Regions from separate parts of the Mus musculus genome. Here all the other regions are linked to region 6. The links are chromatin contacts, called in public Hi-C, HiChIP or PLAC-seq and promoter capture Hi-C maps. All regions are on one chromosome and are shown on one strand. Each heading gives the region's core, a stretch centred on a gene start, on an enhancer-like site or on the middle of the called end of the contact. The rest is flanking DNA. Distances are from core to core; before and after follow the strand shown. Region 1 has its middle 100 kb from the start of Gm14009. Region 2 overlaps Morrbid (myeloid RNA regulator of BCL2L11 induced cell death). Region 3 overlaps Bcl2l11 (BCL2-like 11 (apoptosis facilitator)). Region 4 overlaps Morrbid (myeloid RNA regulator of BCL2L11 induced cell death). Region 5 overlaps Gm14009 (a long non-coding RNA gene). Region 6 overlaps Acoxl (acyl-Coenzyme A oxidase-like). Region 7 has its middle 130 kb from the start of Gm14009.

Region 1 (2,700 bases), core at 189-2,688, 380 kb after region 6:
CATCTACACCCCTGTGTTCAGAAATTCAGACAGGCTAATGAGGAGAGCTCTTCAGATAGAAAGATCCAGAATCATTGGTGTGACTCCTGTGTGGGAGCCCCTCTCCTTTCACCCCACCTTGGTGTCTTATGTTCTCTCCAACACCCAAGGTAGCCTGATCCTGGAACCTTTAGTTGTCATAGCCTGTAGAGAGTTGCCCTGACTGAAGAGTGTTTGTTGTTGTTTTGGTTTTGGTGTTTTGTTTTGTTTGTATTTTATTTCTGAGAGATTTTTGAAAATAAGGCCAAGAAAATGGAAAGGAGAAGTTCCTCAGATCTACAGTGATTGCCAGGTTCCTTTGAGGGCTTTAGTGTCAATAGGGCACTGAGGTTATCAAGAGAAGTCTGCCAGGTCGGATCCATGGAGCCAACAGAAGGTGAGTACCGTGTGGCAGGAGGCTTCTGTAAATCCCACTGGGGTTGGAGCACCAGTTTCCCATCTCAGCCCCCACTGGCTGACACTGGATTTTAACATCACCTTCCTCTGCTACCTCAATACAGCTCTCTGTCTCATGCCAGGGCAGAGACTTTCCTAACTCCTCCGTCCCAGCTTGGCTCATTCCATTGTCCTTCCTGCATGTGCCACCACGCACAGAGTCTAGAGTAACCCTGACAAGGTGGCTGCTGGGCACAGGCAAGGTGGCATAGATTCTGGGTTGAACCCTACCTGCCAGGCTGAGCAAGTTAACTCTTCTTGAAGTGGCTTCATCTGCAAACTAGGTTAACAATGGTGTCTCAAAAGCTATGCTGACTGCAGGGAGTAAAATTTCTTGAACTAAACATATTGCCTAGGGCTGGAGAGATGACTCCATGGCTAAAAATACGCATTGTTCTTAGAAGCAGGGGATCTGGGTTTAGTTCCGGGCACACCACATGGCAACAACCAGCCATCTTTGATCCCCCCTTCTGGCCTCCATGGGCATCAGGTATATACATAGTACACTTCCACTCATGTAGGCAAGACACCTGTGCACAAAATAAATACATCTTTAAAAGATATTTACTACAAGCCTTATGTGTGTGGTACCTGTAATCATAGCACTCAAGAGGCTGAGACAGGAGGATGGTGAGTTTGAGGTCAGCCTGGCCTACATAGTGAGATATTATCTTTTAAAAATGTGGGTGATGGAAGAGCCCTAGGAATTGTAAATACGGTATTAAAACAACTTTGTCCCTTTTGCATAAGTTCAAGTTTATCTAGCCAGAAAAGCAAGCAAACAAGGCGTTTCCCCAAGGCCAGCTTCCAGGTAAGCAAACATCAAGGGACACCTTAATAAATGAAGCTTTCTGTGCGAGCATTTCCTGTGATTGCATTCTGATATTGTACACATTTCCTGTCCTTAGTCGGAGTGCTCCGGAGCAAAGGGGAAGTGCTGCCTTTGGGAGCCAGAGTCATTTACAAGGCAGTTAACACCCTTTTGCCTGGAGCTCATCGTTATGCAAATGAGCACCACCCACCTGGCCTTGGAAGTTAAAGCCTGCCCAGCAGAGATTCTTTTTGTGCCGATTTTCTTGGATACGCTCTTTACTTCTTTTTTCCTTCCTTCCTTCCTTCCTTCCTTCCTTCCTTCCTTCCTTCCTTCCTTCCTTCCTTCCTTCTTCCCTTCCTCCCTTCCTCCCTTCCTTCCTTCCTTCCTTCCTTCCTTCCTTCCTTCCTTCCTTCCTTCCTTCCTCCCTCCCTCCCTCCCTCCCTCCCTCTCTCCCTCTTTTCCTTTCTTCCTTCTCTCCCTTTTCCCTCTTTTCTTCTCCATCCTTCCTCCTTTTTCCCTCTCTCCTATCTCTTTGTCTCTGTCCTCTCTCTCTTCTGCTGATAGCTCTCCCTACCTCTAGGTTTCCTACCATACCTTGCAGCTCCTTAATAGCCCTTAGTAGGAAAGAGACTTGAGTATGCAGCTCAGAGGCCACGCACAAATGAACTTTGTACTACATTACTGTCACTGAGCAGACACGCTGTGGCTGTGTATCTCTACACAGACCCAGAATGGTTCCCACTTAGTGGCTGCCACGTCTATTTCCTTAGGGAGTTGAGTTACTGGTACACCCACTTTATCGGAAGGATCCAGTAATGAAAGTGACAGGTGGTCTTTCATATGTGGACTGTGTTACAATTGTCGAAGTGGCAGCCATGCTGCTTGTGGTACAAAGCCTGGCCTGCTTGGTTTGAATCTTGGCTTTCTTATCCACAGTCCTGCAGTTTCTGTTCTCTTTAAATACCCGCACAGAGGCTTCTAGCTGAATCCTGCTCAGGCTTAGCTCAGAGCCTGGCACCAGCGAAAGGGCAGCCAGGGCACAGGTACCTGGCCTGATGGCATCTGTCTCACACAAATGCAAGTGATCCTCAACCCACTATGAGATGAGATAAAGCGATTTTAAGGTACAAATATTATTAGTAAACAATGCCATTTAATATCTCTAACCTAGGGAAGCTCCTGGCGAAACAACCCGACCTGAATGTGGTATAGCTTCAACGGTTTCCCCTCGCTACCCGTGTCCACTGCCCCGACCTGCAAAAGCATACTATATGGCACATCATTAAACAAGGGGCAAGATCAAGATTAAAGCAAAATAAAACTGGCAAAACAAAAGCCTTGTCCACTTCACTCTCCCAGTGCCGAGACCCCGTCCACCTGAACCTGTTCAAGTCTCGTGCACGCCACCACAG
Region 2 (2,700 bases), core at 96-2,595, 450 kb after region 6:
AATTGCTTATAACCTCAGTACTGGGGAGGGAGAGATGGGTGGGTCCCAGGGGCTCATTGGCCAACCAACCTAGCCCACTTGTCCAATGAGAGCACTTGGCTCAAAAACAAAACAGAAAACAAAAACAAGCCAAACAAACCACGGTGAGTGCCTAAGGACGGATGCCGGAGGCTGTTCTCTGGCTTCCATGTACACACAGACACAGACACCTACACATGTACAGACACACACATGTGATGCCTTCACAATCACTGCTGGGTCCCCTCTGCTGGACAGCTGACGAGGGATGTAGCTGGTACCTTTCCAAAAGTCCAGGCTTGACTGCATCATATTCTAGTTCATATGTATCCCTGATTGTGCCTCGAGGTACCAGTCCGGTGGACCACTCCCTTGTTACCATTCCCATATCTTCCTCATTGTGTCAAGGTCAGTGGATAAGCCATGTAGGCCCCTGGCCCACAACAGGTACCTAGGCAGCATAGGTTTGGGTTACTCTTTCTGGGCAAACATGGCCAACTCCACTGAGGGACAGTTATGCACTGAACGTCCAGGACCTTGAAAAATACCATGGTGGTTACAAAAAGAAAATGACAGAGGGCCACCACAGGGACATCCACGGTAGCCCTGAGGTGAAGCAGGTGAGCCACATTGGAACACTGACCCTTCTTCAACCAACTTGACAGCAGGTAGCAGGGGCCCCAGAAGGAGTCAAGTGTGGGTCCTCATGGAGTGATGTTTAGGGAAGCTGGCTCTTGCCTAGGCGCTTTCCCCACTGGCTGGAAGGGCTTCTTGAAGGAGAAGAGATGCCAAGGCTGGGTAAAAATGAACAGCAGGCTCATGGGGCAGGGTTCACTGTGCCCTACTTGGACTGGGGCACATGACTAGTTTTCTCTGAGCCAGCACATTTTCCATTCTAAAAATAGCTCGCAATGACCCAAGACATCTTCCCCTCCCGATAGGGCCCGTGGTTCTGTGGTGGTGTTGTTATTATTGTTTTCCCAGAATGTTTGTGATTTCTGGAAGCAGTGAGCATTGAAACCATTATGCTGTCAGTGCGTTATCTGACTGTCCCCCAGATACAACACCTTGAGGACCAATATTCGGCCCTTCGTGGAGGGAAGAGACAGCCCTGGGAGGTAAGGGGAGCCCTCCCCTTACCAACCCTCTTTAGTCAGCCTGTCTTCTCCCTCCATCATGAAAAGCAGGGGGTGCTGCTTAAGTAGAAAGGAGGAGCAGACAGCACCCCCATCCCCACCTCCATGTTAACAGCAGGGCACACCCATGAACCCCAAGGCTGTTGGCCTCTGCCAAAGCCTGACCTAGCCACAGCTGGAGGAGCTTTTAATTGAACATTGGATTTCTGTCTGCCCTGGCAACCTTCCCACATCGATGTTGGGATATTTCTGGGACGTTTAGGACACAAGCCTTTTAAAGAGGAGGTACCCAACACTAGTCAGGTGACTCCTAGGAGCCGAGTCTTTCAACTGCGGGTTTCCAAGCATGGGGCTATTTTTACATATCTGAGTGAAGGCCTATTAATTGCTGCACAAGCACTTCTAGGGAAGTTCATGTTTCCTGGAGGCCAACTGTTAACTCAAGCAATGCCAAGGCTTCTCAACGGGGCGCTGGGAGTGGGGGTTGGGAAACTTTGTGGTTTGCTAAGGAGAGACTGAAAAAAAAAAAAAAACCCACTCACTTTCCCTAAAGGGTTAATGGCTGCAGACAAGACAGCCATATTAAGTTATACCCGGCCAAGGGTGAGCAGTGGGTGAGCAACGCAGGCAAGCAAAAGAAAAAAAAAATGTAGAAAGGGGAAGATAGGAAAAAAAAAACCGCAAGCATATACACCCTCTCCCACATCTCCCAGCCCACCCCCACCCTCCGGCAGAACATTATATGTACAGGCCACAGATTGGAGTGAAGTTAAATTTGGCTCACAGGAATACAGGAAAGAAAGAAAACAGATCAAGTTACACAGAATCCTATTCAGATTTGGGCTTGGGCCTCAGCACACAATGCCTAGCTAAAGAGAACAAGGCCACGGTGTGTTGTGGAAAGCTCCACGCCCACGAGCTCTCCTTTCCCTGTAGTCATCTGCTGGCCCAGCCCTGGGCTGCAGGCTAATTCCCTGCTCTGCAGGTGGAGACGGGATAAAACAAACCAAAATGGTGTAATGGACTGCAGGAAACCCTTCTTTCAGAACTTGATCAGCCTCCAGAAAGGAAACACGCATGGACTTTTCTCCCGACAGCAATCTGTTTTCTTAGGGTGCAGCGAGCAAGAGGCCTGGTGGCCAGGGTAAATAAAACAGCCAGTGGCAGGACTTTTGGCAGGCTGGGTTGCACAGGAAATTTGAAAAGACCGCTTCCTACACTCTGATTCCAATCAAAAGTGAGCTGTCAATCTTGCAGGACGGAGGCACTTGAAAAGCACAAGCCAGGAAAGAGACGCTGCGGGGTGGAAACCCGAGTGGCAGGTGTGTGCCTGGAACCCTCTCCGGCTCCCTCGGGCTGGGTCACCTGGCTCGAACCCAGTCCCAGAAGCCGGATTCTCCAAGTCTTCCAACTGGAGCCAAACAGGACTGCTGGATCGAAACTCTAGGTGGATTTTGGCTTCTCCTTTGAGCAGCTGGGCAGGCTAAGTGGCCCCTGCATGTAAAGCCAGCTATGAGATGGTCAGGTATGTGTTAAACAGGAGAGA
Region 3 (2,700 bases), core at 173-2,672, 260 kb after region 6:
TAGAGCCAAGGTGGCGTCTTCAGTGTAGAAGTATTCGTTTTCTCCAGAATGGACTCCAGAGCTTAAGACAGAGGAGATGAAGCCGCACTAGGGAGAGGCTGTGCCTTCTGAAAGATTTTCCTGATTGTTATGCCCAGGCGCTGTACCAAGCCTTCTAAACCTTGGTGTCTACTCTGCAGTGTGGTACCCATCTGGAAGACTTAGGAGGATGGCAGGGGCTCTTCGGGGAGCTGTTCAGGGAGTCAGTGGGTCCAGAGAGAAGCTCAGAGGGACTGGTTGTTGGAAGGTCATGGAGAAAGCAGGCAGTTTGCGTTTAGCTGAGTGCTGAAGGGTCATTCATATCTTGCAGCCTATGTTTGAAGCCTCTTCGTCTTCGTGTCAGGGATGCGTCAATGTTCGACAACCCCATTTCACACTCATCTCCCATAGCTGTCATCAGGGCCGTCTCCATGGCTCAGCTGCCGCTCTTATACCCATACCTGGGCCAGGTGACATCAAGTGCATGTCACATAGTCCTCAGCACCTGTGGGCACTAATTATGAAAGATGTCCACTTGTGGGTATTTTGGCCATGGGCTAGGTTGCTGGGAAAGGCCTGTCAGCCCTTTAGGGTAGCTGTTGAGGGGATGTCCTCCAAGTGCCCAGCCTAAAGCTAAGACCCCTGCAGATGGGACAGTGAGTGAGTGGAAACCCTTTGTCTGATCACAAGAAACACCTTTTGGTTTACACTGCTTCCTTCCCCCTTGGTCTGGGACATGTGCAGGCATGAGTTGATTGGAGTGTACACAGACAACAGGAGAACCCAGCATCAGATAAAGTGGAGCTAAAACGGGGGTCCACACAGATCAGCTTTGATAAAACACAAGTTTCACTAAAGCAATATGCACAGGAGCATTTGTATACTTTAAACTTGAAGCCTGTCCGTCTCGCTTTCCTAAGAAAGGGAGCCCACTATGCTATCTGACTCCGTGCTTTTAGAAATGACGGTGGTTCCTATAAATCACCAACAAGGGAGAGGCCGAAATTATAGCTTGCTTGGATGAAACCAACCAGAGATGTGTGGCCTCGGGCCATGTTCTCCAGAGGCCCTCATTAATTGAAAGCTGGAGTTTAATAAGATAAGTTGCTTTCTTAAACTGTTGCCATTAAAGGCATGAATATCAATGTAAAATCACACTAGATCTGACTCACGGAAGGATGGGGTCTCTTCACATGGTAGTCGCAGGTCCCTCTTGTAGCAAACGCAGTCACTAGGAGGTAAGGTGAACTGTTATCTGCTCTTGTCTGTGACACAATTGTGTGTCGCAGTTGGAGGGAGCGGTTGGGCATTTTGGTTTTAGGCTTTGTTCATATCTGAACTGAACCACACATGCCACCTCTGTTTAGTGACTGGAGGTGGCGAGTGCTTCGGTTTCTCCCCTGAGGCAAGCGGAAAGAGCTGTGTTATTCACTCCATAGCATTGAGCTGCTTTTCTGAATGAGGGTTCCCTGTAGCTACTGAGGGAGGGCAGCTTGGCTCGTCAGCAAGTGCACCCCATCCAGAGCCACGGGGTCTACTCTAGTGTCGGATGCTGAACCCTGCGTGCTCGAGAATCTGGGTGCCATTATCACCCCGTTCTCTGTCACGTTGAGTGGTGCCAGGAACCCTGTCCACCTGGCTGCCTTTACATGCTTCGGACATGCTTTTGAAGCAAGTGCGTTGGACCCTACAGGCGCAGGCTGCATCTGTCTGGGTGTAGGCAAATATGAGAGGAGACTGAAGCACTGGGGTGTGTTCGAATGGCTGGCGGGGTGTTGGGCTAGACATCCTTGTGTTGATCTACACCACACACCACGTGTGAGGGTGCTGTGGGGCCTGGCAGGTGCTACACCTGCAGGGCTACCCGGCCGTTGTGGGATAGGGAGCCGTGAACGTGCAACCAAGAGGAGGTGCAGGTGCCCGGAGGGGAACTTCAGGCAGGTTCTCAGGGTAATTTTTTTTTTTTTTAAATCTCTGGAGGAGGAAATGAAGATGCAAAGAAAGGACGGTTTGGCCCTTCTGCAGACACATAAAAATAATAAGGTGATTGCATCATCCCTTGCCTAGACTTCACCTCGCTGAACCAAAGCAGGAGGTTTTAGTTGTGGTTAAAGTGTGTTACATCCCACTTAGCATTTCAGAACAGCATGTTCCTGCCCTGAGTTGAGTATTTTGTCCCTCGTAGCTCTCACAGGAGACATACTACCAATCTTGAACCCTGTTTGGCTGGCTGTAGAGCAGGACCCGCTTCTGGTTCTGAGGCCAGCCTGGCAGGATCCCCACCAAGCAGAACTGTGTGTCACACCTCCAGGGTGGGTGGAGAGATAGCCTCCCGCTGTGAGTGAGATTGTGAAGTGGTTTCTGTGTCCCTATAAAAGGCCTCCACTTTTAACAGTTACTGCTATACGACGCAGAGGAGATAGGATACACGTTTGGTCCTTGAGAATATTTGCAGTCTGTACATAACTGTCAAGCCAGCGTGGCCATGGTAGATCTGTGACGACCGCTCAGCTTGCTTGCTGTGCTGGGGGGTTGTGGGGGGAGCACATTTGTTCCTCTGATGTTCAGAGGCATTACGTCATACCGGTAGGGTGCCTCTTGTGCACTGTCTCCAGCCGTCTCGTGATCGCTAAGCTATGAGACCCAGGCTGTTTAGATGCACATGTTCTCTTTGTGGCAAAT
Region 4 (2,700 bases), core at 1-2,500, 480 kb after region 6:
AGCCCCTCAACACCTCTCCTATCTGAGACTCTAAAGATAACTGTGGGCTTACTTGAATTTGTTCCAAGTAGCCTCTATAGGAGAGAAGGAGAAAAAATAATAATAAGACAAGCCCCTCCACACACACAACCAAGCAGAGGTTGCAAGGACAGTATATGGCTGACAGAAGTTCCAGAAAGACTGTAGTTCTATTCATAACTGCACTGCTGCTCAAGGCCCCTGTGGTCAGCCTCCCTTGGTGCACCCCTGTCTGCAGATCACATCCTCAGCTCTCCAAAACAAGTGAAAGGATATTTCCAAAGGCAGAGCAGGTAGAGAGAGGCAGATGGTGCCGTGCCCTCAAAAGGTATGCTGTAGATCCAGAGCCTGCTCTGCACTCAAATCTGCCTCACACACACACACACACACACACACACACACACACACACACACACACACTGGAGCAGTTTTCCCATGAGATGGTTGAAGACAATGCTCCCATGGGAACAAGGTTAAATCTAAGCTGGCCACTGTTTCCAGCTCTGACGCTGAACAACACTGCTGACAGCTGAGAAGGCAGTACCACTCAAAACTTCCTGGGACATCTCCCTGTGCCCCCAGTGGGATACCAGCCTGAGTTCACCCTGAGCTCCAAAGGACTTTGCACTGTCCACGGCCTTTTGTTAATGACCCACATTTTTTCTGCAACCTCAGAGCGGGGAATTGCATGATTTTTGGAATAGCTCCATCTGTCCCCAAGAGATCCCTTCACAATGCATAATATACAAAGGATACAAGAAAGAGGAAATATGCAAAGTTGCTCAGACGGGTGTATTGTGTGTTTCCCGACATGAGTGTTGTTGCTGCGTGGAGTTAGGAAGGAGGGCAAATTGCCCAGCCATTGAGCTCTAGCTGAGCTGCTTCTAAGGACCCTCTCTGAAAAACAAAGCTTCCTAGAGGGTCCGGGCTCTTGACAGCAGCAACTGTGGTAATTTAGTGCCTTTGTTATTCTTTAAAAGGCCCCTATTGTCAGTGGCAGTGGGGAAGTTTCTGGAAGCTGGGGAACCTGTCTGTGTGACACCTACACAGTCAGGGGAACAGCATCCCCTCCCCACCCCCTACCCCCACCCATGAATCTCTTGGGAAAACCAGCTTCCCGTTTTGTGTCCTGTGAGCCAGCATTTTCTGACCAGGCTCACAGTATCCGCCATCTGGCCCAGGATTTCATCTGCAGCGCCTTCCTGGGTGGGCAAAGAGAAACAGGAACTGGGTGACGCACCAGTGGCTGACATGGGTGGAAGGAGAAACTGGCTTCCTCTAGTTCTACCCATGAAGCAGAGATAGATAGCCGACTGCCCTGTCCTCACCAGCCTGCCTCTTCTTAGTGGGATGCAAGAGTCAAATGGAATAGCTCAAGCAGTTACAATATGGCACTCCCAGCCAAGTGGGTACTGAAATCGCAGAGAGGGGATAGGGCCTTATAGACACAGCAGGCTAGGCCATAGAAGGAGGAAGTGGACACCCTTTCCAAGGTCACACCAGACGGGGCACAAGTGGACTAAGACTTGGGTCTTTCCCACCTAGTTCCCATGGACTAGTGGCCAAAGTTAGTGGTAAGTCCAGCTTACCACTGCAGAACCTGAATAAGCTGGCCTGGGAGCTTTTGCATGGATGAAACTAATTCCTGTGAACCCTATATTGGATGCCTACCTAGCTTTCATTGGAGAAGCCCAGGCTAGTCTATTTGGAGACTATAAGAAGTTTGTTCCCAATTCTCAGCAATTCTCAAGGACATCTTCCATAACCAAGTGGACACTGAAAGTGGTGGAGACCACCCATTCCTCCCCAGTACTGGGTTGAGCCTGAAGGGACACCTGGTCACATGTAGGGCCAAGCTGCTCTCTGCTTTGGTGAGCTTTGCTCTTCTTGTGGGTCTTTAATATTCACTATTAGCAACTCCCCATCCCCACTACGGATACACAACTTTATTTTCCCTAAGACATTATGAACAATCTGGGACCCACGAATACCATACTGAAGACAAGTACTCATTAGGGAACAGAAATGTAGTTCAGGCTAGAGGTGAAAGGTATCCATACAGAGAATGAGGCATGAGCCCTCAATGTCCCCAGCTTGTCTCTCACCAAGGTTCCTCTGTCCAGAGCTACAACCACGTATCTCTAAGCATATTTAGATCCTTTCGGGGCTTGGGTGATGTGACTTAGCTTCTACAGAATGCTCCTGGCTCAGAAAATGACTATGTATAAAGACTTTCAATGCTCTAAGGCAGAGTCTGAGTCTCTCCCAGAGCTGTTCTACCTCACCCAGCTCCTCTCATCCACTACTGAGTACAGCATCCCATCTGCCGGAGTGTCCAGATGTGTGGTTTTCACCCAAGCCGGCATCCATCCTCTCAGAAGGATGCGTGAAGGCCATCTCTTACCAAGCAGGCAGAGCCAAAAGCACAGGGAACCCAAAATCCAGAGGTGGAGCTTGACAGTCATACCCAGGTTCCCACCCAGCATCCTGGTCATCACATTCTGATGCCAGATGCTCATGGAAAATTCAATACCAGAGCCTCAAGGATCTCATAAATGGGCTCACCTTTTAGTAGTCCTTGGGTACCACTAAGGACGGCCTCAGAGTACACCAAAGGTAAAAATGGGCAAAGGATCCACAAAGGTAAAGATCTGGTCTCCCAGGTTATCTTCTGGTCTCATC
Region 5 (2,700 bases), core at 105-2,604, 290 kb after region 6:
AGGCTATCTGAGACTGAGGAAGGTCCGGGAAGTCTTCCTGGAGGAAGAGACTTGGGACTAGACAGCTGAGAGCCTGTCCCGTTTCTGCTGATTTCTGACCTCAGCAGAGCTTATGAAACTCAACTCAACTCTGGTCATGAAGGCTGGCGCTGATTTTGAGTTCATCTTGTTTCCCTCACGTGTCTGGCCTGTGGACGGAACTGGGATCTTCCAGGACCCCTATAGGCACTTTCTTTGAATAGCTGCATCCTACACTAACCTCATCACCCCCTGCTCTGCCATCCCCAACTCCACCCAGCCTCTTGGACAGGTTCATCTTCTTCCAAGAGGCCTTACCTTGCTCTCCCTGACACGGTCTCTCCCACTGGTGTCTCTGGGCTTTGTTTTCCTCCTGTTCCCACCGTTGTCCACACTCATCTGAGGGTGAATCAGGTTGACTGTGGTAAGAATACTGCCCCAAGGCTCACGGTGACTGGCGCATGTGAACTGGGAGGGGAACAGAGCCCTGTACTATTCACCCACCATGGTTTTTCCCATGGTCTCTATTTGAGGACACAGGCTGTGGTGCCTCCACCATCTGGAGTATTGCCAGGCACCACGGGAGTGAGAAACAAGGACAGCTGTGAGTCAGCTCTTACCAGTGCCCATCGTCTCAAAAACGCGACGTGTCTCTTTCCCTCCTGTTCTATGGGTCTGTGGGCTTTTTGCAGGGCGAGGAGAGGCAGGAGCAGCAAGCAAGAGTATTATCCAGTGCTCTCAAAGCGAGCTCACTGGCTTGCCCCTCCCATGCCTAGCTTGTAATTTGTGCAAAGATGCAGTATGAACGGGAACCCCACTTCCGGGCCAGGATGCCCCTTTCCGTTTCAGTGGATTCTAACACACACAGTAGGAGTAGGTGATTTTGAGGACTTTGGCTCAAGAGAGCTCTGGCAAAGTTTTGGATGACGTTTCCACTAGCTGACCTCATTTTGCCCCGCGCTTTTTAGCCACAAGCTCTATGTTTTTCCCTTTGGGTGTACAAACCTCTCCCAGCCTCACCTCGTCCTTCCACCCAGCGAGAGGTTTCTAAGGAACTGGTGAGGCCACAGCTGTTCTGTGTTGAGTCCTCCCCAAAGGCCAGCACTGGGGTCAATGTTTAATCACCTTTTCATGACTCCTCATCACAAACCAGCTGGTAAGGAGACTATTGTCCTCAAGCCACTTTTATAGAAACGAGGAAACTGAAGTTCAAAGAGGTTTTTTTAAACCTCCCAGCTTGTGGGCTGGACCTTCGGGCATTTCCCTAGTCTGTGTGACTGGCACGCCTGCCTCGTGACTGGCTGGCTCCTGGACTGAAAGGGGGCTGAAAGGGTGAGTCGGTGAAGGTCGGCCCTGCAGCCAGCCGCCAGCTCGCCTGGGAACCAAGTGTTCTGTGCAGGGGTTGAAGTGCATAGATAATGGTGGAATTTACCTCTCAAGATGGCAGGGCCAAGTGTGACTTTGTTTGATAAGCTTGGATTTTATGTCTTTAGAAGCAAACAAACAAACCATCAAGTGGCAGTGTGGCTGGCTGACTGCCCAGAAGCCTGACCCAGAGGGAGAGGCATGGACTCCACCCTCAGGAGAGCCAGGGTTCTGGGGTGATGAGCTTCATGGAGTTTCCCGCCAATACCCAGGTTCCCCTGGCTGGGTTTCTTCCAGCTTCTCCTGGTCTCCTTTGTGGGGTTCTGGAGCTATGGAAGAGCTCGCCCACAGCACATCCATTTTCAGGCTCACTCACTGACAGAAGGGACGGTGGCCACAGTGAATTACACTGATACCACACGACAGGCACGCAACTAAGAACTTTATTATTTGCATTGTGGTTTCTTTTTAAAATTTTCATTAATCATAGGGAACTGAGGCAGAGGCTCCTGAGTTCTGGGCTGGGCTGGGATATATAGTGATACTCTGTCTCAACGGTAGGAATTATTGTTCCTTTTTGTAGGAAGATAGAAACCATTTATTTTTAACTTGCTAGTAACAATTTTTTTCTAGTCATTTTATCTTAATTTTTAAAATTGATACATACGATGTAAAAAATGTAGGCTTATAGGTAGTAATATGATTTTTTCCACTTTTGAGGGTAGTTTTTTTCTTTACTTCAGGTCTTTTGTTTTGTTGTTGTTGTTGTTGTTGTTGTTTTAGGGGTTTTGCTTTGCCTTATTATTGCCAGCCTCCCTGAGAGACAGAGCTGTCTAGGCTGGCCTTGAACTCCCAGACATCTGCCTGCCTCTGCCTCCCCAGTACTGGGATTAAAAGAGTGTGCCACCACTCCCTGGATAAATAGAATCTTTTTGTTGTTGGTTTTATTTTGAGATGGGGTTTCTCTGCGTAGCCCTGACTGTCTTACAAATCACTGTGTAGATTCAGAACTCAGAGATTCACCTGCCTCTGCCTTAGGAATACTGGGATTAAAGGTATGGGCCAGGAACACTGCCTTTTCTCTTTGTTTGTGGTGTGGTTTGGTTTGTTGAGGCAGAATCTCAAAATGTAGACCTGACTGGCCTGGGGCTCACAAAGAACCAAGCACCTGCCTCTGCCTTTGGAGTGCAGTGTTACATGGCCACACCCAGAGCCCAGGTGATATTTTAATACAATGTACCCATGCTTTCACTGTGAAGAACTAAAAGATAATCGAGGACACAGAGACATGTGACTTGATCTTAAAATTAATTTATT
Region 6 (2,700 bases), core at 125-2,624:
ACCAGGACTTGCTCTGTGGGTGAGAATTCTGGTGGGATGATGGTTTTAGCGTAGATGGTCCTGGGATGGGAGATTGGGGTAAGGGTACATCTGTGTCAACTATGGCGTGGAACCTTCCCAGGACCAACCACCAGAGGGCAGCAAAGACCAATTTGCGGATTGTTTCCTGACTGCTTATTTGCTTTGCTTTGGGTGTCAGAAGTGGCTGGAATTTTGCCGTTGTCAGCGGTTTATTCGGCTTCTTATCAACCACAAGTGCTGACTTTAAAAGGGCAATGGTCACTGTGAGAGTGGGGGAGCCTCAGCTGTGTGATTGCTGGGCTCAAGATCAAGCTTGTAAATAAGCTATGGTTATTTTGATGACTCCAGGGCATAATTTGACTCATAAATGTCTCCTAAAATCAAATGAACCCAACAAAACCAAAGCCCGTTGTATCACTTTGGATGGGTATAAAAATGCTTACACATTGTCGTGTTGACTCTATGGCAATTGCTTATGTTTTTACAACAGAAACGTAAACATTTATCTTTATTTTGAGTCAGGGTCTTGCAATGTATCTCTGCCTGGCTTTGAACTCCCCTTATAGACCAGGTTGGCCTCTAACTCAGAGAGATATCCCTGCCTCTTCAGGCCAGTTACTGGGATTAAAGACATATATACCGCAATATTTATCTTTTAAAAGATTAATCTGCCGCACTTTCCTCCAAAGTGAGGAGCCAGAGCTCAGTACAGCTAGAGATAAGCTTGTGTGTTGAAAGTGTGTGGAAGAACTACCGTTTTGAGCGCAGTTCCTTTTATATGGGCCCAATTTGTTCCCTTTCAGCACTGCGATGATGATAGAGATGACCTGGTGCATACCCCACAGAGACTCAGAGTGTACCAAAGAAACTAGACCATTGAAAGGGAGCATCCAGGGTTACCCTGGCAAGGGGACAGGGGCAGGTGGTGGTCGGGATCCAGGGCTAGCACCTTATAGAAGGAAAGCCCTAGGGTATTGTGGGTTGGAAGGGACCTCGGAGATTGTGTTCTATACTAAGCCCCACTGCTCTCCATGGTTGGGATTGAATCTAAGAATTCCTACATGAAGAATACAAACTCGGTCGCTCAGCTGCGCCCCACCCCCTCTTTTATAGAAATATTTCCGAGTAAGGCCTCTTGATCCCTGGCAGAGTGACCTAGAGTTGGCATGCAGCCCATCTTTCTTGAGTCACACAGCTAGGTCGTGCTTACAGATAGATGGACACTCTCAGCGCCTGTGGTAGGAGTGGAGTTTTTCAGTGCTGAAGGAGAGGGAAGTCCTTGGGCGTTCCTCCCTGTTTGATGTGGCATAGGGAACTTTAGCTGCTGTGACTGTGCCAGCAGTTCAAGGATCAGCACTGCTTGTCAGTGAGTCATCAGAGGCCAAACAGGCCTCTGGGAACCCAGCCTTCTGAGGCTCCAGGTACAGCCACGGCAGCCATGGGGACTGGGACACATGGCTGTGGACTGTTTTTCAGATGTTCCTTGCTTGGGTCCTGCTAGGAAGGAAGCTGGCCTTCCTCAGCTCTGTGGCCCACTTACTTGGGACAGAGGGTATCTGGGCTACAGCTGTAGGGAGCTGCATTGTTTCATGGAGACTGTCACCTGTCACTGGGAATCATCGTCTGTGCCACCTGGAAGGTTGGACAATGACAACCGATGGCTGGCAGGTTTTCCTCAGTGTTTCTGCCTGAAGCCATTTCCATGTAAGATGGTCCCTGTGAAGGGGACTGTCCCTTTTCTTCACATTTCACTCTGTCATGTTTCTGTCCCTTGCTTTAGTAGATTCACAGAGAAAGGGATTGAAAGAGAAAAGCCACAACTGTGGCTGGCTTTTGTTGAGAGCTTCCTGTTAAGGGACAGCATTTGAAGCATGCTATGAGCAATCACAGTTCATCTCGGCAGTCCTGTAAGGTGGATATTCTCATGAGTCTTGTATTTAGTTGAGAAATGTTGTGATCTAAAACAACATAGCAGTTTGTCCAGGGTTTGTCAGGGCTCACAGTTCACTAGGGTCCAGTTCTTACCGTGCAGGCAGGGTAGTTTTCAGGTGATAAGTCTTTGAGTGTCTTGCATAAGCCCTAGCCACAGCTGCTCCTGGATCACTGTGTGGTATACAGTCATGTTTGCTTTGATTAACTGAGCTTAACCAAAGATTTAAAAATTGTCTACATTGAAAGTCATAGAGATTCTACCCAAACTGGAATTTGTCAGATGTCAGCTGGCTAGTGGCAGGGCCAGAATCTAGGCCTCCACCCCATCTAGTGGCTCTATAGTAGGCTGCTGGCTTTTTCTAAGAGTAGTACCTTTCCGTGGTCCCAAGCATCTGTGTGCCAGGAGGGCTAATGAAGGGCTGAGGCCCGAGGCTTCTTCATACAGATGTTCTTTTATGGGGAAAGGAGCCATTTATGGCAAACATTTATGGAAGGTGTCCAGAGGAATTTTAAAAAACTCAATCCACTGTAATAATTTTCTTTCTTTTTTTCTGTTTGTTTGTTTATTTGTTTTTCAAGACAGGGTTTCTCTGTGTAGCCCTGGCTGTCCTGGAACTCACTTTGTAGACCAGGCTGGCCTTGAACTCAGAAATCCACCTGCCTCTGCCTCCCAAGTGCTGGGACTAAAGGCATGCGCCACCACTGCCCGGCTTGTAATAATTTTCTATGCCTAGTCTACAATAAACT
Region 7 (2,700 bases), core at 50-2,549, 410 kb after region 6:
AGATTCAAATATGTGAGCCCACGGGGGGGGGGGGGCTTTCTCACTCAAACCACCACAGCAACAGAGTCTAGAACAGGGCTTTGGAGGCAGCCCTGACTCTCTCCCCTTTCTTTACACAGAGCACCTCATTATTCTCAGACAGTGCCATTCTGAGAGCAGGCACCAAACCGACAGTGAGTTTTGGCCAAGACTTCCCTTTTTGCATGGTTGTGAGTGACTGGTGGGGGACCTGGGTGAGTGGGACAGCCTTCAGCTATGACATGCAGCACCTGTTGTAGAGGGTCTTGGTGGGTCAGCAGTGGCCCCAGGACGACACAGGTGCTAGCCAAGAGCTCAAGAGCCATTGCCATCTCCAGACCTACCTCAAGTTATGCCTCCCCCAAGAAACAACTGCTTCTGGGTTGAACAATCTATTTAGAGAGGATGGCAAGTCACACCTCACCGTGCTCCCCACCAAATCACGAATCCACCACGTCACCATGCTTTCCTGTGGACAGAGGAGTGGCAAAGAAGCCATCCTGCCGAGCTTCCTGCTCAGGCACAATGACATCTGCTGCCCTGCTGGTGACGCGCAGCCCACCCCAGGTGTGGGAACGCTCTGGCTTCTTGTAGATTGTGGTTTCCCCGTTGAGTCAGAGGGATTGGGACAGTGCTTTGAGCAGAAGGACAGGCGGGTCACAAGACATGTGTGTGTCAAAGAGATAAATTTTGAATCTTTGACAACAGGTTTATTTCGAGTAAGCTGAGTCACTGATTACATCAAAGATCGTGCCCAGCTGGAGACACTAACAGCAAAACCCAGACCTGGGGCATTTCATGGAAGTTACCGTAAACAGTTATTTTGGGCAAAAATAGATTTTCATCTATTTGTTTATTTTTGAGACAGGGCTTGCCATGTAGCCCAGGCTGGTCTGGAATATACAATTCATTATGTAGCCCAGGTTACCTTCAAACTCAATGTCTTTGTGTCTCAGCCTTACAATGTTTGGGTTAGTGTTGTTGACATTGTTGTTTTCTACAAAGCTTTAAAACACACACAAAAAGAAATGAATTTATTACTTATCGCAACTTAGCAGAGTAGTTAAATTTATAATCTGCCTTAAATTCTATATGATTGGGAGAGGGTACCAAAAAGCAGGGAAGACCCTTGGTGAGGGTTGGGGGAGGGGTACTCAGAATACCCTTGAGATGGAGCGAGTTCATCTGATGTTTAATGTGCATAGCACCAGTGAGGCTCTCCACTCTATGGAAAGAGTGAATGTCTTTCTAAAACCTCCATGGAGTCAGGCCAGGCATCTCTTCAGACGTCTGCTTCCTGAGTCATCTTTGCCTTTTCTGTGACAGACTACTGATTCCACTGGGAACACTCTAGCCATGTGGAGTCCTTCTGAGTTCCAGGAGTCTATACTGTTGGTCACAGGGAAAGAGAAGGATCACGGGTTTGACAGAGGCTCTGGGGACAGCAGGCCTGGCTATCCAGTGGACTCCACTGGCAGAGGAGGGCTGATATTTTGCTCTGGAGGGAAGCCTGGGTGGAATAGGGTTTCCTTCAGGCTGTGCAGCAGTTCAACCAAGAGGCAGTTCAGCAGAGCAATTGAGCCATAGACAGCAAGCTCTCTCCCCGTGTTTATCTCCAGTTTCCACCTTCGATTCTTCTCAGGAGACCCAGATCCCTCCACTCTCCCCACGCTCATCTAGGAAATTGGAGCTACCTCAAGGATGCCAGGATCCTCAGAGCCCATTTCTCTGAGCAGCCAGGCTGTTGTGTCAATAGTCCGAGAACAGAAGAGCCATAGATCTCAGCCAGGTAGGAGCCTCGTGTAGCCTTGGGGGGTTCAAAGGCCCGACCCCAGTATCTGACCCATCAGCTGCTTTGATCTGCTGAAGTTTCTTTCTTCTACTTCCCACAGACTTTTATGATTTTATTACATGTGTGTTTGCTCTGTTCTGTGACAATTGAGGTGAATGAATCAGAATCACCAATTGTTTTTCCTTCTAGTCTGCCCAGGTCTGTCACCCCATCCTGCTCTGACCATTTTTTTTTTTTTTTTTTAAGATTTATTTATTTATTATATGTAAGTACACTGTAGCTGTCTTCAGACACTCCAGAAGAGGGCGTGAGATCTCATTACGGATGGTTGTGAGCCACCATGTGGTTGCTGGGATTTGAACTCAGGACCTTCGGAAGAGCATTCAGTGCTCTTAACCGCTGAGCCATCTCTCCAGGCCCCTGCTCTGACCATTTAAACCCCCTCTTGCCCTCCAGTGAGAGCACAAGCACCAATCTTCCAGGCTTCACCTTTCATGCTCCCCTCCCCCAAAGCAAGCTCAGGCTCTTTCTCCAAAACAGGAAGTTACAGATAGTGAAGTGACATCGGTCCCTGGCCTCCACTGGTAGCCTCCCCCACTCTCTCCCTCATTCTGAGCAACGTCCTCTGACTAACTCCCGAGGTTCTCCTTCCTCTCTGGAGCCCCCTTGCATCAGCGCAGCTGCCTGGACTCCTCCCAATGCCCAACTAGAATTTCCAGAACCTTCCAAGCTAGGTGGCCTCCTTCTGACCTATGGACATTCCTCTGGGGCTGGTTCTGTCACAGGATTTTTTCCCCCTGAGGATTTATTGCCAGGAAAAAGAATTCCCCAAAGGAACGTTGTGATTTCTCATGTTGGACAATGAGAGCCAGACACTGTTCTTTCTGTCG

Evidence for each region. Promoter capture Hi-C pulls out the DNA fragments that hold promoters and counts their contacts. HiChIP or PLAC-seq counts read pairs in DNA pulled down with a chosen protein or histone mark. Hi-C and Micro-C count contacts between places; a contact is called where the count stands out from the background.
Region 1: a contact with region 6 is called in a Hi-C map of bone marrow-derived macrophages, with 20 read pairs. The contact joins two enhancer-like sites. A contact is called at or near these places in 8 of 39 promoter capture datasets (the C10 cell line, the HPC-7 cell line, cranial neural crest and 4 more), 2 of 15 datasets of contacts at CTCF or cohesin (the NIH/3T3 cell line and large pre-B cells), 7 of 484 Hi-C or Micro-C datasets (the BV-2 cell line, the G1E-ER4 cell line, bone marrow-derived macrophages and 3 more), 2 of 115 datasets of contacts at active chromatin or transcription factors (astrocytes and pancreatic cancer cells) and 1 of 9 other capture datasets (liver).
Region 2: a promoter capture Hi-C map of liver shows a contact between it and region 6. The contact joins two enhancer-like sites. A contact is called at or near these places in 12 of 39 promoter capture datasets (the C10 cell line, the HPC-7 cell line, cranial neural crest and 9 more), 1 of 15 datasets of contacts at CTCF or cohesin (large pre-B cells), 8 of 484 Hi-C or Micro-C datasets (bone marrow-derived macrophages, embryonic stem cells, spermatogonia and 2 more) and 4 of 115 datasets of contacts at active chromatin or transcription factors (CD8 T cells, T-cell acute lymphoblastic leukemia, bone marrow-derived macrophages and 1 more).
Region 3: a contact with region 6 is called in a Hi-C map of bone marrow-derived macrophages, with 26 read pairs. The contact joins two enhancer-like sites. A contact is called at or near these places in 8 of 39 promoter capture datasets (the C10 cell line, the HPC-7 cell line, cranial neural crest and 5 more), 2 of 15 datasets of contacts at CTCF or cohesin (CD8 T cells and large pre-B cells), 5 of 484 Hi-C or Micro-C datasets (the N1E-115 cell line, bone marrow-derived macrophages, liver and 2 more) and 3 of 115 datasets of contacts at active chromatin or transcription factors (T-cell acute lymphoblastic leukemia, Th17 cells and memory CD8 T cells).
Region 4: a contact with region 6 is called in a promoter capture Hi-C map of liver. The contact joins two enhancer-like sites. A contact is called at or near these places in 11 of 39 promoter capture datasets (the C10 cell line, the HPC-7 cell line, cranial neural crest and 8 more), 1 of 15 datasets of contacts at CTCF or cohesin (large pre-B cells), 4 of 484 Hi-C or Micro-C datasets (CD4 T cells, bone marrow-derived macrophages, embryonic fibroblasts and 1 more), 8 of 115 datasets of contacts at active chromatin or transcription factors (CD8 T cells, T-cell acute lymphoblastic leukemia, Th17 cells and 5 more) and 1 of 9 other capture datasets (embryonic stem cells).
Region 5: a promoter capture Hi-C map of liver shows a contact between it and region 6, with 7 times the contacts expected there. The contact joins two enhancer-like sites. A contact is called at or near these places in 5 of 39 promoter capture datasets (the C10 cell line, cranial neural crest, liver and 1 more), 1 of 15 datasets of contacts at CTCF or cohesin (large pre-B cells), 8 of 484 Hi-C or Micro-C datasets (forebrain and liver), 3 of 115 datasets of contacts at active chromatin or transcription factors (bone marrow-derived macrophages, memory CD8 T cells and pancreatic cancer cells) and 1 of 9 other capture datasets (adipose tissue).
Region 7: a CTCF HiChIP or PLAC-seq map of CD8 T cells shows a contact between it and region 6, with 8 read pairs. The contact joins two enhancer-like sites. A contact is called at or near these places in 10 of 39 promoter capture datasets (the C10 cell line, the HPC-7 cell line, cranial neural crest and 6 more), 3 of 15 datasets of contacts at CTCF or cohesin (CD8 T cells, large pre-B cells and pro-B cells), 13 of 484 Hi-C or Micro-C datasets (B cells, the BV-2 cell line, CD4 T cells and 8 more), 8 of 115 datasets of contacts at active chromatin or transcription factors (CD8 T cells, SST interneurons, T-cell acute lymphoblastic leukemia and 5 more) and 1 of 9 other capture datasets (liver).

Annotation. Positions count from the first base shown.
Region 1 is chr2:128,271,558-128,274,257 of GRCm38.p6, forward strand. No RefSeq gene overlaps it. Among named protein-coding and RNA genes, the nearest start is that of Gm14009, 100 kb to the left of the region's middle. Within about 2 kb of position 1,439, at least 18 of the 459 cell types and tissues checked have an H3K27ac peak or open chromatin away from gene starts, as enhancers often do. A contact at or near this core is called in bone marrow-derived macrophages, where this site is marked.
Region 2 is chr2:128,337,821-128,340,520 of GRCm38.p6, forward strand. The region is part of intron 1 of Morrbid (myeloid RNA regulator of BCL2L11 induced cell death); the gene reads right to left. Among named protein-coding and RNA genes, the nearest start is that of Gm14010, 84 kb to the right of the region's middle. Within about 2 kb of position 1,346, at least 119 of the 459 cell types and tissues checked have an H3K27ac peak or open chromatin away from gene starts, as enhancers often do. A contact at or near this core is called in bone marrow-derived macrophages and liver, where this site is marked.
Region 3 is chr2:128,151,084-128,153,783 of GRCm38.p6, forward strand. The region is part of intron 3 of Bcl2l11 (BCL2-like 11 (apoptosis facilitator)); the gene reads left to right. Among named protein-coding and RNA genes, the nearest start is that of Gm14009, 17 kb to the right of the region's middle. Within about 2 kb of position 1,423, at least 77 of the 459 cell types and tissues checked have an H3K27ac peak or open chromatin away from gene starts, as enhancers often do. A contact at or near this core is called in CD8 T cells, T-cell acute lymphoblastic leukemia, bone marrow-derived macrophages and 1 more, where this site is marked.
Region 4 is chr2:128,372,876-128,375,575 of GRCm38.p6, forward strand. All of the region lies in intron 1 of Morrbid (myeloid RNA regulator of BCL2L11 induced cell death), which reads right to left. Among named protein-coding and RNA genes, the nearest start is that of Gm14010, 48 kb to the right of the region's middle. Within about 2 kb of position 1,251, at least 95 of the 459 cell types and tissues checked have an H3K27ac peak or open chromatin away from gene starts, as enhancers often do. A contact at or near this core is called in bone marrow-derived macrophages and liver, where this site is marked.
Region 5 is chr2:128,178,732-128,181,431 of GRCm38.p6, forward strand. All of the region lies in intron 1 of Gm14009 (a long non-coding RNA gene), which reads left to right. Among named protein-coding and RNA genes, the nearest start is that of Gm14009, 10 kb to the left of the region's middle. Within about 2 kb of position 1,355, at least 107 of the 459 cell types and tissues checked have an H3K27ac peak or open chromatin away from gene starts, as enhancers often do. A contact at or near this core is called in bone marrow-derived macrophages, liver and pancreatic cancer cells, where this site is marked.
Region 6 is chr2:127,889,452-127,892,151 of GRCm38.p6, forward strand. All of the region lies in intron 8 of Acoxl (acyl-Coenzyme A oxidase-like), which reads left to right. Among named protein-coding and RNA genes, the nearest start is that of Acoxl, 36 kb to the left of the region's middle. Within about 2 kb of position 1,375, at least 43 of the 459 cell types and tissues checked have an H3K27ac peak or open chromatin away from gene starts, as enhancers often do. A contact at or near this core is called in the BV-2 cell line, CD8 T cells, T-cell acute lymphoblastic leukemia and 4 more, where this site is marked.
Region 7 is chr2:128,294,617-128,297,316 of GRCm38.p6, forward strand. No RefSeq gene overlaps it. Among named protein-coding and RNA genes, the nearest start is that of Gm14009, 130 kb to the left of the region's middle. Within about 2 kb of position 1,300, at least 109 of the 459 cell types and tissues checked have an H3K27ac peak or open chromatin away from gene starts, as enhancers often do. A contact at or near this core is called in the BV-2 cell line, CD8 T cells, T-cell acute lymphoblastic leukemia and 3 more, where this site is marked.